Linked DNA regions of Mus musculus: regions 2 and 3 are each linked to region 1. Evidence: chromatin contacts called from public Hi-C and HiChIP or PLAC-seq data. All regions are on one chromosome and are shown on one strand. Each heading gives the region's core, a stretch centred on a gene start, on an enhancer-like site or on the middle of the called end of the contact. The rest is flanking DNA. Distances are from core to core; before and after follow the strand shown.

Region 1 (2,883 bases), core at 156-2,655:
TTAAGTAAGCTTTACGGCTCTTTTGATAGCACAGTTAGGTAACCTACTACTAAATAACACAACTCTAGGGAGAAGATTCTTAAATATTCAGAAACATTAAGTAACTTCCCTTCTTAGGATTCACTAAGACGCAGCTCTGTCTAAACAAATTACCAAACCCTTTTACTGAAGACCCTTGCAAAGCATCTTTTTAATGATCAGGTTAAATGGCTCCTCTTTGGCGGGCCTTGAGGATCAAACATAAAAATCAATTAATCTCACCCCAGAGACTCAAACTGTTTTTTAAATACGTTCCTGCCAGGCAGGGTAAGCCCCCCACCCACCCATTAAGAAGCCACAGGCAAGATGGCTACAAGTTCAAAGCCAACTCACTATATATATATATTTTTAATTTGTTTGTTTCTCAAGACAGGGGTTTTGTGTGTGTGTGTGTACCCATGTCTGCCTGGAACTCCCTCTGTAGACCAGGCTGGACTGGCACTCAGAGATCCACCTGCCTCTGCCTTCCAAGTGCTGGGATTAGAGACGTGCCACCACCGCGCCACCACTACCTGGCCTTGATCTACATTTTTGAAAAGGGAGGGTGGGATGGAGACATGGAGAGAAAAAAAAATTATGTTTCTTATTTATTATTTCATCCTTCCACGAGGCTACAAAAGAGGCTGAGATGGAGAAGGGGGTAGCCTCAACGCCTCCCTGAACTGCAAGGTACCCACAGGTGTGAACGCACAACGGTGTCACGACTCTTCGCAGGTGAAGACATTTTGAGATCTCACCCAGGACCCAGTTAACACCCAGCAAACCCACATGGGACCCTACTATTTTGTCTCAATACATCTTCCCATAAAATAACATAGGATATCGGTATTATCACCACCACCAAATGTTAAAAGGACCGAGACCCTGAGGGGTGATGTCATTGATCCAACGCCTTGACGAAACCAACGAGCGGAGGCTCAACTCCGAACCCGTATGGACATAAAAAGGCTACGCTCCGAGTGTGGGCACAGAGTCGGGGGGCCTCTGCATCGCCCCGCGGGCTCCGGAGAACCGTAGCCGACGCCGAGTGTAAGCTCTGCCACCGCCGGGACCCGCACAGCCCCAGCACGGCACCCGCTACCCCGAAGCCAAGCGGATGGCAAGATGCTCGAGTCCAGGGTCGCTCTGCTCGCCCAGGCCGGCCGGAGCCTCGAGCCGCGAGCAGCCGCCGCCCCCTTCCCCCGCGCCGCCGCTTCCGTCTGCGCCCTCCGCGGCCGTGGGCGCCGCAGCCTCCGCCCGGGCAATCCCGCCGCCCCACTGCCCGCGCTCCGGGTCCGGTCCCCGCCGCCCGCCGCGTTGGCCGCCGCAGCCGCCCGCCTCACCTGCGTGTCCGCCGCCATCCTGCCGGCGCCCAGTCCGGAACCGCTTCCGGAGCGCTTCCGGGTCACAGCAGGGCCCACGCGGCAAGGCGAGGCCTGGCGCCCCCGGGCGGGAGGGCGGCCGCAGGTCGTGCTCTGCAGCCCCTGGGCGCGGGATCTCCTCGATTCGGCCTCCCCCGGACAGCGCCCTGCAGCTCTGGCATCCTTGGGGGGATCCCGGGTCCAGCACCGACACCCCCCATCGTGCTGTTTCCTAGGCCCCAGGAATGAACCCAAAGACTAGTCTCAGGCCCAAGAGGCTTGGAGGTTAGAACAGGTGATGGTGAGGTACGCGGGAGGGATGCAGGGATGACCCGGGAATTGCGTGACCTGCTGGGAGCCTCAACTGCAGACAGCTAGGGACAGGGTTGAGGAAGAGTTCGATGTCTTAGGACAATTATTGAATTTTTACTATAACTCAAGAGTGTGCTTGGAGAATGCGGTCTCCAGGCTTCTTGGCCCTCAGCAGTGGCAACTATACAGATGGGGGGCCGGGCGTGGTGTCGCACGCCTTTAATCCCAGCACTCGGAAGGCAGAGGTAGGCGGATTTAAGGCCAGCCTGGTCTAAAGTGAGTTCCAGGACAGCCAGGGCTACACAGAGAAACCCTGGGGGGTGAGGGAGGGAGAAGAAAAAAAAATATATATATACACACACATAGATGTATAGTGACGTCACAAGGTTAATGATAGCAATAGGGCATTGCATTTGATACAGTATTCACCTACTTGTTAGAGCCCATTTTTTAAATCCTCAGCTTTTCAGACTTAACACTTACTGAATGCCTATATGAACCAACATCAAACTACTATCGGGTTAGAGGTTGCAATTCTAGGGTAACTTTTTGTCTAGTTACCTGTGATGCACAGGCAGTATTTTAGCTCTTGCAGCAGCTTTTTACATAGCAAGTTATTCTAGTTTGCACCCCCGATTAGTACATCAAAGCAACCCTACATGCACACCTTAGTGGCTAGTTATTAACTGCCCCTGTATTCAAGACTTAATCTACCAAGAAAAAACTTTAGCCAGCACGTGGAAACTCAACTACACATCTAAACTACACAAACACAAGTATAACTTCATTACTAAACACACAGCAGTGACTCAATTACTGCAGGCAGAAGGCTGAGGCAGATCAACTTCTACACCAATCCTCATCTCAAAAGGCACAATCAGGCCCGAGTTCAATCACCACTCACCTGGATACTCCTTGCCATAGCTCAGTATCACCATCTCAGGCCCTCTCAGACTTCAGTCCTTAAACCACGCCTAGCTCAAACCCAGCCTTCTACCCCTGCCTCAGCCTTAAGCAACAGGGCTCTGGACCTGCATCACTCTGCCTTGGAGCAGTAAGGCTACCTATGAACAATGGCTTGGACATCCAGTGATATACAGAAAGCAGACCCAGATACCAAACCATATAGATTTGGTATGGCTCATAGGTCTCTTAACCATTGAGCTTAGTATACATATATATTATGTATACA
Region 2 (2,883 bases), core at 122-2,621, 990 kb after region 1:
CCTGTCGTTCTAACACAGGGAGGCCGAGGGAGGGAGGCCAGGAGGTCAAAGACAACCTTGGCTACAGAACTCGTCCTAGGCTCCCCCCACGCCCCAGGCTACAGAGAGACTCCTCCTTAAGATCCACAAAATTAACACTTGCACTCTCGCGCCTTAGAGTCTTGGGCATTAGAACCAAATCAGAACCAAGCCAACCTGACAGCTCTGTTTCTCTTGAGGCCAAGCACCAGCTATCCCACTAGGAGGTGGGTGTCTGTGTTCCCACTCTGGAGAACCCTGTGGCTCTGGAAATGGGCGACTTGAGGCTCAGACAGGACTCTCCTCCGAAACCAGATGACCGTAGCCATTTTCTTTTCTTTTCTTTTCTTTTTTCTTTCTTTCTTTTTTTTTTTTTTTTTTTTTTTTTTTGAGACAGGGTTTCTCTGTGTAGCCCTGGCTCTCCTAGAACTCACTTTGTAGACCAGGCTGGCCTCAAACTCAGAAATCTGCCTGCCTCTGCCTCCTGAGTGCTGGGATTAAAGGCGTGCGCCACCACACCCGGCTCTTTTCTTTTTTTTTTTTTTTAAAGATTTATTTATTTTATGTATATGAGTACACTGTAGCTATACAGATGGTTGTGAGCCTTCATGTGGTTGCTGGGGGATTGAACTCAGGACCTCTGCTCGCTCTGGCCCAAAGATTTATTTATGATTATAAGAGGGCATCAGATCTCATTATGGGTGGTTGTGAGCCACCATGTGGTTGCTGGGATTTGAACTCACTTTGGAAGAGCAGTCAGTGCTCTTAACCGCTGAGCCATCTCTCTAGCCCGACCTTAGCCATTCTCTAGATCTCTAAGTCTTCTCTCACCTGGGACCCCTGCCTTGCCTTGGGATTCAAAGGCCATGGGTGGTTATCACAGCATGGGAGGTCATCAGAGTCAGAGCCGAGGTTGGGGCACTTTGTCCCATGGGTATCCTGCACTTGAGCCCATGCTTGGGGCTCACAGCATTGGCACCACTGCATATGTCTGACTACTATGTCTTATCAGGGTTCATAAGGGTCTGTGGTGGCACACAGTAGGCCCAAGGGCTCATAAGGGCCTGGCCCCGTGGCAGCACACAGTAGGCCCACAGCAAATCGGGCTGAGTGGCTGTGGAGGCTCCAGCAGCCAAAGTCTCTCCAAAACAAGGAGGAGACCCACAGGATCAGGAGGAGATGGGAGATGAGAGGCTTCCGGCTGGTCCCCTGGGGTGCTGGGCCAACCTCTGAGGAGGTCTTGGCCTCATCACATGGGCTGGCAGCTGGCAGCACCCCTCCCCCACTGAGAGCCACAACAAAGGAGCCTCTATTTCTCTCTGAGCATTTGTTCCTGGCCAGGCTGGCCCATAGCACCCTCTCTCTTCTCTGCTGGCCGCCCCGCCAGCCAGCCGGCTGGGCAGACACAAAGGCCAGTGTGTCCCTGCTGAGCCAGCCTGGCCCCAGAAGGCCCTGTGCACAGGGAGCATGAGGCTGAAGCTCGGGAGTCCCTGGGAGGGTGTGCAGCACATAGTGGGGCTTCCATCCAGGTGCAACGGGAAGGGACGAGAGGACGAGGACTCTAGGTCTCAAGACCCAGTTTCTGCAACTCATAGCCACGTCACGAAGGAACCTCTGGCTGTCAAGAGTTTGGGGAACTGTTCCTTTTGGGGGACAGAAGATAAGCAGGACCCTCCTGGGCCGAAGCAGCCATTGTGCAGCTCTTCAGTTTTCCTCAGGAAATCCACACGGAAGCAATAGTACTCCTTACATCTAGCAAAGTCCAAATGCGACGGTACTGGCTCTCTCAGGCCAGGAGGCCCTGAGGTCCTGTCTTCAGGAGGTTCTGTGACAGTGGCCATTGGTTATTAGACATCTATAGTACACAGGGACTTGGAGCTACCTCATCTCCTCTCAACCCCACAGCTGCTCTGGAAGGGCGGGGCAGTGTGTCATAGGATGGTAGCACGGCCACAGGGCCACAGTCCACCAACAAGTGTTCAAATCCAAGCTGGGAGACTTCAGGCTTCGTTCTCCCTGTAGGTAAGAGGATGGCCACCCTCCACGGTCTACAGTTAATCTGAGAAAATAGACTCATGATGTCTCCAGGTCTAGCAAGCTTGATGTGTTGACCAAGGAGGTCTCTCCCCACGTCCCAGGATAGGAACTGAAGCTCGCTGACGGTGTTCTGGCAGGCAACCATTCCAGGAGCTAGACTACACTTTGTAGCCTAGGGTCCCAGTGGAGAACTTGGGAATGGTTTTTCTAATTTTGTTTTTTTGGTTTTTTTTTTTTTTTTTTTTTTTGAGACAGGCTTTCTCAGTGTAACCAGCCCTGGCTGTCCTGAACTCACTTTGTAGACCAGGCTAGCCTTGAACTCACAGAGATCCGCCCATATTTGCCTAAGCAGCGCCGGGGTCAAAGACGTGCGCCACCATGCTTGGCCTAGTCTTCACCTGGAGAGAGTGGGGCCCAGGGATCTGGGCCACCTGCCTTCTCATCAGTGCTGACCCCTAGAACCATGAACCTTCTTACAACATCTTCTTGTTTCCTATCTGCCTGAGCTGGGGGCAGCGATGTGAACAGCGGAGTACCGAGTAATTAAGACGACGCACCATCCGGGTGCCTGGAACACTGTGGAGTTTCCCTTTTATGTTTATAGCAATTGTATGAAAATGTGCGACACGGAGCGGCACCAGCTGACAAATGAGATGAGACAGACAGGATTCCGGGCCGGCTTTTTTCCCGGCCTGATTGGCATTAATTGTGAGCGTTTACAAAGCACAACTCGGCGCCTGACATTTGCTTCAAGCAAACGTTTCCTTCTAATAGTTTTAATGATTACATCGGGGGCTGGTGATCACCACGGGGTGGGGCGGGGCAGGG
Region 3 (2,883 bases), core at 228-2,727, 590 kb after region 1:
GAACATAGGTAATTAGCTGTCTATGGATGCACCGGAAAGTGCCTGGTCTCCTTGCAAAAGTTCCCCACCCACCATTCACTATCGAGGGGATAAAATGAGATCTGCGCTCTGGATGGAGTGAACTTCCGGCCTCCATGACTGCCAGAGGCGGGGCTAGAGACCTGCATAGGAATGGGCTGCTCAGGAGAACAGTTTCTTTAGGATGATGAAAGTGTTTTAAATTGATCGATTGGTGCGCTGCATGCTGGGATATGCTTATGGCTGCTAACAGCTGCTGCATTTCAAAAGGCAAGAGGGCTGGGCAGGTGACAAGTCAGACTGCCTGGGTTCCACAGAGTGGAAGAGAGAGATAGCTGATTCCTGCAGTTGTTCCCCGACCTCCACACCCAAGCTGTCACACATACACACACTCTCGGGAACACACACACACACACAAAAAGATTTAAAAAATATATAAATGCTTTCATTAGGTAATACTGACAAAAGTAATACTTGAGAAAAATTAAAATGGTGTATTTGGGGCTGGGGTTCTGGCTCTTGGTAGAGCCCTTGCCTTGAGTATACAAGGCCCTGGGTTTGACCCCAGCAAGACTAAAAACTGGCTGTGGTACGGGTCTGTAATTCCAGCACTTGGGAGCTAGAGGTAGGAAAATCAGGAGTTCAAGGTCAGCCTGAACTACATCGTAAGACTGTCTCAAACAAACAAACAAACAAACAAACAAAAAACCCCAATACATATGTGTGCGTGCACAGACACAGAGAGATACACACACATACACACACACATAGATTAGATATACACACACATAAAATTAGATACACAGACACATACAAGACACAGAGACATACACAAACATAGATTAGTTATACACACACATATAGATTAGATACACAGATACACACAGACACACACACACACACAGACACACACACACAGGACACACACACACACACACGTTCTGGTTCGGATCACACAATGATAGGATGCAATACATTATAACCCAGTATCCTCAACACAGAAGTCTGAAGTGCTAAGACAACAGGGGTTTTTCCCCCCCTGGGAAGTCTGATGTTGGGCTAGGACTGAGGGTGCAGTGACCCACTCCAGGAAATGTGACCTGATTCTGCCCTGGAGAACCGGCCCAGTGGCCCAGAGCTTCCTGCTGTCCCAGCGGCCCAAAGAAACAGGCTTTTAAAGTTCTCCTGTGCCAGGCTGAAAGCATCCTGGAGAGTGGGACCCAGCGCCGCACCCAGAGGCCTCCTGGCTCCTGCTGCCTCTAGCCCTGCGCCCCTGGCCCCTCTCCACCTCCCCCACCCTCCCTTCTGCTCACTCCCAATTGCAGGCCATGACTCCCGGTCCCGGTCCCTCTCACCCGCCATGAGGCCTGCACTTGCAAGGCTGAAGTCCAAAGTTCAGTCCCTTCGCTAAGCGCACGGATAAATATGAACCTTGGAGAATTTCCCCAGCTCCAATGTAAACAGAGCAGGCAGGGGCCCTGATTCACTGGCCGCTGGGGCCAGGGTTGGGGGCTGGGGGTGCCCACAGAGCTTGACTAGTGGGATTTGGGGGGGCAGTGGGTGCAGCGAGCCCGGTCCGTTGACTGCCAGCCTGCCGGCAGGTAGACACCGGCCGTGGGTGGGGGAGGCGGCTAGCTCAGTGGCCTTGGGCCGCGTGGCCTGGTGGCAGCGGAGCCATGGTTTCTAAGCTGAGCCAGCTGCAGACGGAGCTCCTGGCTGCCCTGCTCGAGTCTGGCCTGAGCAAAGAGGCCCTGATCCAGGCCTTGGGGGAGCCAGGGCCCTACCTGATGGTTGGAGAGGGTCCCCTGGACAAGGGGGAGTCCTGCGGTGGGAGTCGAGGGGACCTGACCGAGTTGCCTAATGGCCTTGGAGAAACGCGTGGCTCTGAAGATGACACGGATGACGATGGGGAAGACTTCGCGCCACCCATTCTGAAAGAGCTGGAGAACCTCAGCCCAGAGGAGGCAGCCCACCAGAAAGCCGTGGTGGAGTCACTTCTTCAGTAAGGACCCCAACCTGTCCCCAGCACCCAGGAAGGAACTCATAGCGCCCCATTCTATGCTCCTGGCAAGCTTCACTTCCCGTCTAGGGGGCCTTAGGAGCTGTGGTCTTCAGGCTGGTGGTTAAGGGCTTCTTGCCGAACCTACCCCTCTGTTTGGCCCTACATACCCCGTATCCGTGGGCCACCTGTTTGCAGTCCGGCCTTTAGGAAACAGGGACAGGCCTGAGGTCACTTTGAAACAGAGGACAAAGGAAAGCCAGCCCCAAGAAAATGGTTGGAGAACTAGTGGGTGGTAGAAATCCTTCCCCAGTGTGGTCGTTTGTGCTCCCACAAATTCCACCTTCTTGGCTGGGGGGGGGGTCAGATCCAGGTTTGGGGCCCCAAAAGCCCCTGAGGAGGCCGGGCTGATGTTGGGCTTTTAGGGGATTTCCTGATCCGCCAGGGCCTTAAGCATCTGGCAGGGTACGCTTGGGTTTCTTACCTGGGGCAGATGGAGCTGAAGGTGGCAGTTTCCCTGCATGGCCAGGTGCTGCTTGCCCCTGACCCCAGCCTGGTCAGATAGCAGGGTTAGAGGCCTCCCCATACCAGACCCCCCTCTTCTGTTGTCTGGCTCCCCATCTCCTGGAGTGCTGAGTGGGTCCCGATTTCAATGCCTCCCCCGTCTCTCTCCTCAGCAAAGCCGTTCTGGTTACTAATTACCCACGCACGCCATTATTTCTTTTGTTTTATAAATTTATAAATAGCAAAAGGCTCTGATAAGGCCTGTGATCATTAACTTGTCGGGACGGTGGCGGGGAGATGCCCATTTGGGGGTGGAGAACGAACAGGAACACCAAAGTGAGGGAAAGGTAGCTTGGGGGCTG

The links. A called contact is a pair of places that touch in the nucleus more often than the background predicts. HiChIP or PLAC-seq counts read pairs in DNA pulled down with a chosen protein or histone mark.
Region 2: a contact with region 1 is called in a Hi-C map of Sertoli cells, with 4 times the contacts expected there. The contact joins the enhancer-like site here to the promoter of Gcn1 in region 1. A contact is called at or near these places in 2 of 39 promoter capture datasets (liver and pre-B cells) and 1 of 484 Hi-C or Micro-C datasets (Sertoli cells).
Region 3: a contact with region 1 is called in an HNF4G HiChIP or PLAC-seq map of pancreatic cancer cells. The contact joins the promoter of Hnf1a here to the promoter of Gcn1 in region 1. A contact is called at or near these places in 1 of 39 promoter capture datasets (pre-B cells) and 1 of 115 datasets of contacts at active chromatin or transcription factors (pancreatic cancer cells).

Annotation. Positions count from the first base shown.
Region 1 is chr5:115,563,785-115,566,667 of GRCm38.p6, reverse strand. It overlaps Gcn1 (GCN1 activator of EIF2AK4), which reads right to left and starts at 1,405. Exons shown (of 58, transcript NM_172719.2): 1 at 1,362-1,405. The coding sequence starts at 1,379.
Region 2 is chr5:114,578,374-114,581,256 of GRCm38.p6, reverse strand. All of the region lies in intron 1 of Fam222a (family with sequence similarity 222, member A), which reads right to left. Among named protein-coding and RNA genes, the nearest start is that of Fam222a, 12 kb to the right of the region's middle. Within about 2 kb of position 1,371, at least 44 of the 459 cell types and tissues checked have an H3K27ac peak or open chromatin away from gene starts, as enhancers often do. A contact at or near this core is called in Sertoli cells, where this site is marked.
Region 3 is chr5:114,969,656-114,972,538 of GRCm38.p6, reverse strand. Hnf1a (HNF1 homeobox A) reads left to right here and starts at 1,477. Exons shown (of 10, transcript NM_009327.3): 1 at 1,477-2,020. The coding sequence starts at 1,695. Hnf1aos1 (a long non-coding RNA gene) reads right to left here. Exons shown (of 6, transcript XR_878697.3): 1 at 2,502-2,883.